2 separate regions of the Mus musculus genome follow, and region 1 is linked to region 2. Evidence: chromatin contacts called from public Hi-C data. All regions are on one chromosome and are shown on one strand. Each heading gives the region's core, a stretch centred on a gene start, on an enhancer-like site or on the middle of the called end of the contact. The rest is flanking DNA. Distances are from core to core; before and after follow the strand shown. Region 1 has its middle 130 kb from the start of Gm30305. Region 2 has its middle 24 kb from the start of Gm12290.

Region 1 (2,700 bases), core at 124-2,623, 400 kb before region 2:
AACAATGGATAATTATTTGGCTATAAATAAGTCTCATGCAATATTTGGGATATACTTATTCTAAAAGATTATTCACTGTGTTTTGGAAACTCAGATTTTCTTGGGTATCATGTAATTTATCATGCCAAAGACTTAAGCTAGAAACAAAGTCCCTCACACTCCTAACTGCAATGAATTCAAATTGAGGCAGGGTCTGGCTCAATGGAACTGTCATCCATTTGAAGTCAAGCAAAGCAAGCCAGGACCACAGACTCCCTCTGCGCTTGCTCAGGACCGCAGACTCCCTCTGCGCCTGCTCACCTGTCATCACTTCACACACCTTGCATGAAGAGTGGCCGGGGAGAATCTCAGCCATGGCCAGAAATGCATGAAAGACTTCAGCCCAGCAATTACTTTAGCAGACTTCTGCTACATACACAAAGCAGATGGAAAAGGCTATTTCCTGAGTATTAACTAAAAGGCAAAATATGCCAAGCCTAGGGGAGCACTTTATTTTTCCCATGTTCTCCTGCACTACAAGCAACACACACACACACACACACACACACACACACACACACACACACACACACACATACACACACACACACACACACACGCACGCACGCACACGCACGCACACGCACACGCACACGCACGCACGCACACGCACGCACACGCACACGCACACGCACGCGCGCATACTCACATGCATATGTACACACACACAGTCATGAGAAAATATTTATTTCTGTAGTTTCAGTTAAGGTTAGAAAGTTTCTATACAACCCCATCTTTGTTGAAACTATGGATTTTTGTTTTCTTTGTACTTCACGTTCCTGTTTCACTTGGCATCTTCACAAGATAAATTTCACCTCACATAGTCCTAGCATCCTTGGACCTATTTATTAAAACCATAATGATTTTTTTTCAGCGAAATCAACACGGCACTGTTAAAACAAAACAAAACAAACAAACAAACAAAACAAAACAAAACAAAAAAACAACTCAAACTTCCAGCTCAAACTGGAATGGTTGCTGCCATGAATTAAGGAATTAATGAAGACACAGGAAAAGAAACAAACAACAAAGACAAAACCTTTACCATGCCCAAAATGCTAAAAGGAGGAAACAGACATGGTGTTTTGGAGACATGGCCAATAAGCAAATGTACCATTTTGGCAGCCCCTAGAACCTGATGAAATAAGGTCACCATGACTGCCAGCTACAGCTGGGTTGGGTGACAGCAGGCATGGTCAACTAGTCCTCTGCTCTGTACTATGCTATGAAGAAGGTAGAAACTGTTCTTTTGCCTCGGGGCCCCACGGGCTCCACTATCTGGAAACTCAATCCAAGAAGGTCACTGGGTACAAAGTGCCCTGTGCTGCCAGAACGTGCTGGGGTTTGCTCATGAGCTGGCACCGTCACCACCTGGTAACCCAGAGCATGATGGGTTAGCTGTGGCTGTAAGTGAAACCAGGGAAGGCTTTCAAATAAACCTACAAAAACAGACACCGTGTAAAAGGCTGCAACACCGTCAAAACCGCAACTGTTGATCAAATTGACTCCAAATGCAGTGTTTTTGGCTTGGGTGTTTTTCTCTGTAACTCTTTTTAAGAAATTCTTCTTGGTCTGAACATGGTGCCTTCCATAATTAACTTCTGCTATTTCTTTTTTTTTTCTTTCATTTTTTTACATTTGGCCCGTGATGACTCCAGAGGCACGTGGGATGCCCTTCTTTCCGTGTGTATTGTCAAACCCAAACCAAACTTTTGACCTGACTCCAGAATCAGAGCACAAGGGCAGATGGCAAGCAGCTTGGTCCCCACAGCTTATGCAAACCAGCTTCTGGGGAGGGTTCTGGGGGGAGGCAGAGCACCAAAGAGGAAGTTAACTGGACTCCTGAACAAATGAGTGCAGTATGAAGGGGACCTCGGGAGCCATTTGGTGTTCATTAACGAGCATTCGGTAGCTGCTTTGTCATTTTTCCTGTTTGTCATAAAAAATAAATAGACTTTAATAGATGATCCAACCTAGCAGGTTTTGGCAACAACGTAGACTGCATCCCATCATGATCTCAATGGGTGTAATTTAGAGTAAGATGGAACGTGAAACCATTTCCAGCGCACATCGGGGAGTGAGTGACATAGATTTAGTCCCTGATTGTGCAGAAATGAAAACCAGGGCTGTCTTGGATGTGTATTAAATCATGTATTCTGTTTTATGGAGTTTGGGCTATAAACAGCATATTTCAGAATAATTAACCCTGTCATTTTTGACTTAAAAGTTTGTTTTTAAGAATAGGAGTGTTTTATGTAAAAAGCAGAAGCTTAAGTGCCTTAATAGATTGCATGAAGGCCAAAAGAAACTCAAAGGGCAGTTCCCGTTAACTCACAGGTCAAAATTACCATCAGTTAGCAAGAATTAGGACAGGCCCAGTGAACCCAGGGGAAATTGTATGCTTGATGAGAAAGAGCTGGGATTCCAGGCGGGGCCTCTCGCCTGCCTGCCCAGGCTGTGAGGTGAGTGGCCAGCTCCCAGGACTCGTTCCTTTGAGTATGACACTTTGGATAAGCGGCTCCTTTTCCACAGAGCCACAGCAGGAATGGATTAACCTCTGTGGCAAACTCGGGGTCTCTTATCTGGGGCCTGCTCAGATTTTCTGCCTGGTGGGTGACATGTCTTGATCTTAGTTACTCCTAAGGGATTTTCCTTGAGATA
Region 2 (2,730 bases), core at 189-2,688:
TCTTGATCTTTAGAGCAATGGTTCTCAGCTTCCTAATGCTGTGGCCCTTTAGTACAGTTCCTCATAGTGTGGTGACCCACAACCATAAAATGATTTATATTACTACTCCATACCAGTCATTTTGCTACTGTTATGGATGGTAATATAAATATCTGATATGCAGGGTGTCTGATATTAGATTCCTGTAAAAGGGTCTCTTGACCTCTTCCCCAGTGCGGTCAAGATCCACAGGTTGAGAACCCCTGCCTTAGAGACTCCTAATACACTGAGAGAAATCATCATTTACTGAAGAGTGGCTATTGAGAAATAAAAATGATCTGGCATCATGTTGGCTTTGCTGGTGCAACAGTCAATCCTCGTTGCCAACTTGACTGGATCTAGAATTACTGTGGGTATATGTCTAGGGCAGAGTAGATTTCTAGAGAGGTTTATCTGAGCTGGGAAGACCTACACTGTGTGTGGGCAGCACCATGCAGTAGGCTGGGACTACAAAAACAAGCAGAGCATTGGAAGAATTCACAGATAAGATCATCTCTCTGTTTTCTGCCAATGTGATGTGGCCACACCCATCCTCCTGCCATGGGCCTTTCCCAGGCATGATGTCCTGCACCCTCATACTGTGAGCTGAACTAAGCCATCCCTCAGCTGCTCCTTGTCAGGGTCCTTGAGTCACTGCTGTGAGTAGTAACTAGGACAAGCCGCCTGCCCCTGGGAGTTGTTGTTTCCTTCTGATGAGACACAGACATCCAGGACTGCTCAGGGCACAAGGCCTTCCATGTAACTCAGCTATTTGCAACTTTTGCTGTTTTCCCAGCACAAATAACGTTATCTCTTGAGTGGAGCTTGGCTCTAAGGCAGTGGCTCTCAACCTGTGGGTCAAGACCACCTTGGGTGTCAAGTGACCCTTTCACAGGGGTTACCTAAGACCACCAGAAAACACAGATATTACATTATGATTCATAACAGTAGCAAAATTACAGTTAGGAAGTAGCAATGAAAATAATTTTGTGGTTAGTGGTCTCCATGACATGAGGAACTGTACTAAAGGGTTGCAGCGTTAGGGAGGTTGAGAACCACTGTTCTAAAGCCACATGGTGTACTCGCTGGTGACATGCTTCTGACATGCTTCTGACATGCTTCCTCTGCTGAGTTTCCATGGCCAGTGGGTTCAACCTTTTACTCTGAATTGACTCACCTGTTGGGCTCAAATTCAGTCAAAACAGTGTTGACATGGTCTTTGATTCTCTTTGTTCCAGTGACTGATTTGAGCAGCCACATTCCCACTGATCACCCTCCCTATACTAATATTGACACTGGAAGACAAACAGAATCTTGGGAGGGGATCTATGCATTTGCCCGGTACCCAAAGACTCAGGTCAGTGATGTGAAAGCCCCACACGCCAGCAGACATTAAGCGAGAAATCCCTAGTGCATTGAGCTGTGTTTGTTGTTTCCACCAAGTGGAGAGTTTAAGGACAGCGGGGACAGTTAATTGCCCTCGTCAGTGTCACTGCATAAGATCGATGATTTGGGGAACAAGAGCCAAAGAGTCAAGAACTCTGGCACAAAACCAAACCATCTTTGTCCATGTGGGTAATGAAGGGAGTCTGTCCCTGAGTTCTGAGGCAGCATGGGGGTGCAAAGCTCTGTGCATGACCTCTGTACAGCTTCCTGGGTCTGCCGAGCTCCACCTGAGCAGAAGACTAGGCCCCAGGGGAGCTATGGCTCAGCACAAACTGTGTCTTGAGGTAGAAATAGCTACCAGTTATTTCTAGGGGTAGAAATAACTAAGGTCTTGTCATCTGTGCCACCACAAGTGACCTATGTCACAATCTTACTATGAGAAAGGGACCTGGTCTGCCCTGTATGCTACTGTTGGGTAAATCACACCACCTGCTTTGTAGAGTGCCGTCCTAGAGTGTCGTGTCCCTGTCTCTAATGGGGGACTAGAAATGATTACATCATTCCCAAATTAGGAAGGCACTGAGTTAAGGCTACCAGGAAGATAGGTAATACTACTTTAAAATTATTTACAAACATAGGTACATGAGTGTATCCTACAATACATGTCTATAATATTGGATATATTTTATATTATATTATGTATTGCATATGTACATATAAAAATTAGGTTTTACATATATTATAATATTTATATAGCATGTTTTAAAGTTTGTTTTGCCCAGATGACCTTAGCATCCTTACTTCTTGTCATCATCACAGGAGACAAGTTCACATCTTGCCACCTCTAAATCCCCCACAGAGCATCCCTGCAGGTGCTCCATCTGGGCTGGTTGAATTCTTCTTAGCTTGACAGGAAGCCTCTGTGCTGTGCTGTCCTGTCAGATCTCCCTGTGACGTCACTGACTGCAGCAGCTTCCTGCCACCGTCTGGGTTTGCCTACTCTCTTCCTTACATCATCTCTCTCATTTTCTTTTTCTGAAGGAGAAGGTCAATTTTGTTCTTTCCCATATCATCCTTCCCAGAGACAGAGGGATCTGACAACTACTTTCAGAATTTACTCAGCGTTTACTGCATAACATTCCAGGGAATTGCCTGAGATGCCACCTGACAACCACACCCATTTGGTTTGTGAACAGAAGATAGGATTCAATTCCTTCTCTTCTGTGTGAGTTCATTTTTATTAACTGGACACAAGCCTAGACATATCTGGGAAAGAGGAATCTCAACTAGGAATTAACTCCATCAGACTGGCCTATAAGCAATTCA

Evidence for each region. A called contact is a pair of places that touch in the nucleus more often than the background predicts.
Region 1: a Hi-C map of liver shows a contact between it and region 2, with 2.0 times the contacts expected there. The contact joins two enhancer-like sites. A contact is called at or near these places in 1 of 39 promoter capture datasets (liver) and 1 of 484 Hi-C or Micro-C datasets (liver).

Annotation. Positions count from the first base shown.
Region 1 is chr11:64,587,909-64,590,608 of GRCm38.p6, reverse strand. No RefSeq gene overlaps it. Among named protein-coding and RNA genes, the nearest start is that of Gm30305, 130 kb to the left of the region's middle. Within about 2 kb of position 1,373, at least 21 of the 459 cell types and tissues checked have an H3K27ac peak or open chromatin away from gene starts, as enhancers often do. A contact at or near this core is called in liver, where this site is marked.
Region 2 is chr11:64,186,834-64,189,563 of GRCm38.p6, reverse strand. No RefSeq gene overlaps it. Among named protein-coding and RNA genes, the nearest start is that of Gm12290, 24 kb to the right of the region's middle. Within about 2 kb of position 1,438, at least 18 of the 459 cell types and tissues checked have an H3K27ac peak or open chromatin away from gene starts, as enhancers often do. A contact at or near this core is called in liver, where this site is marked.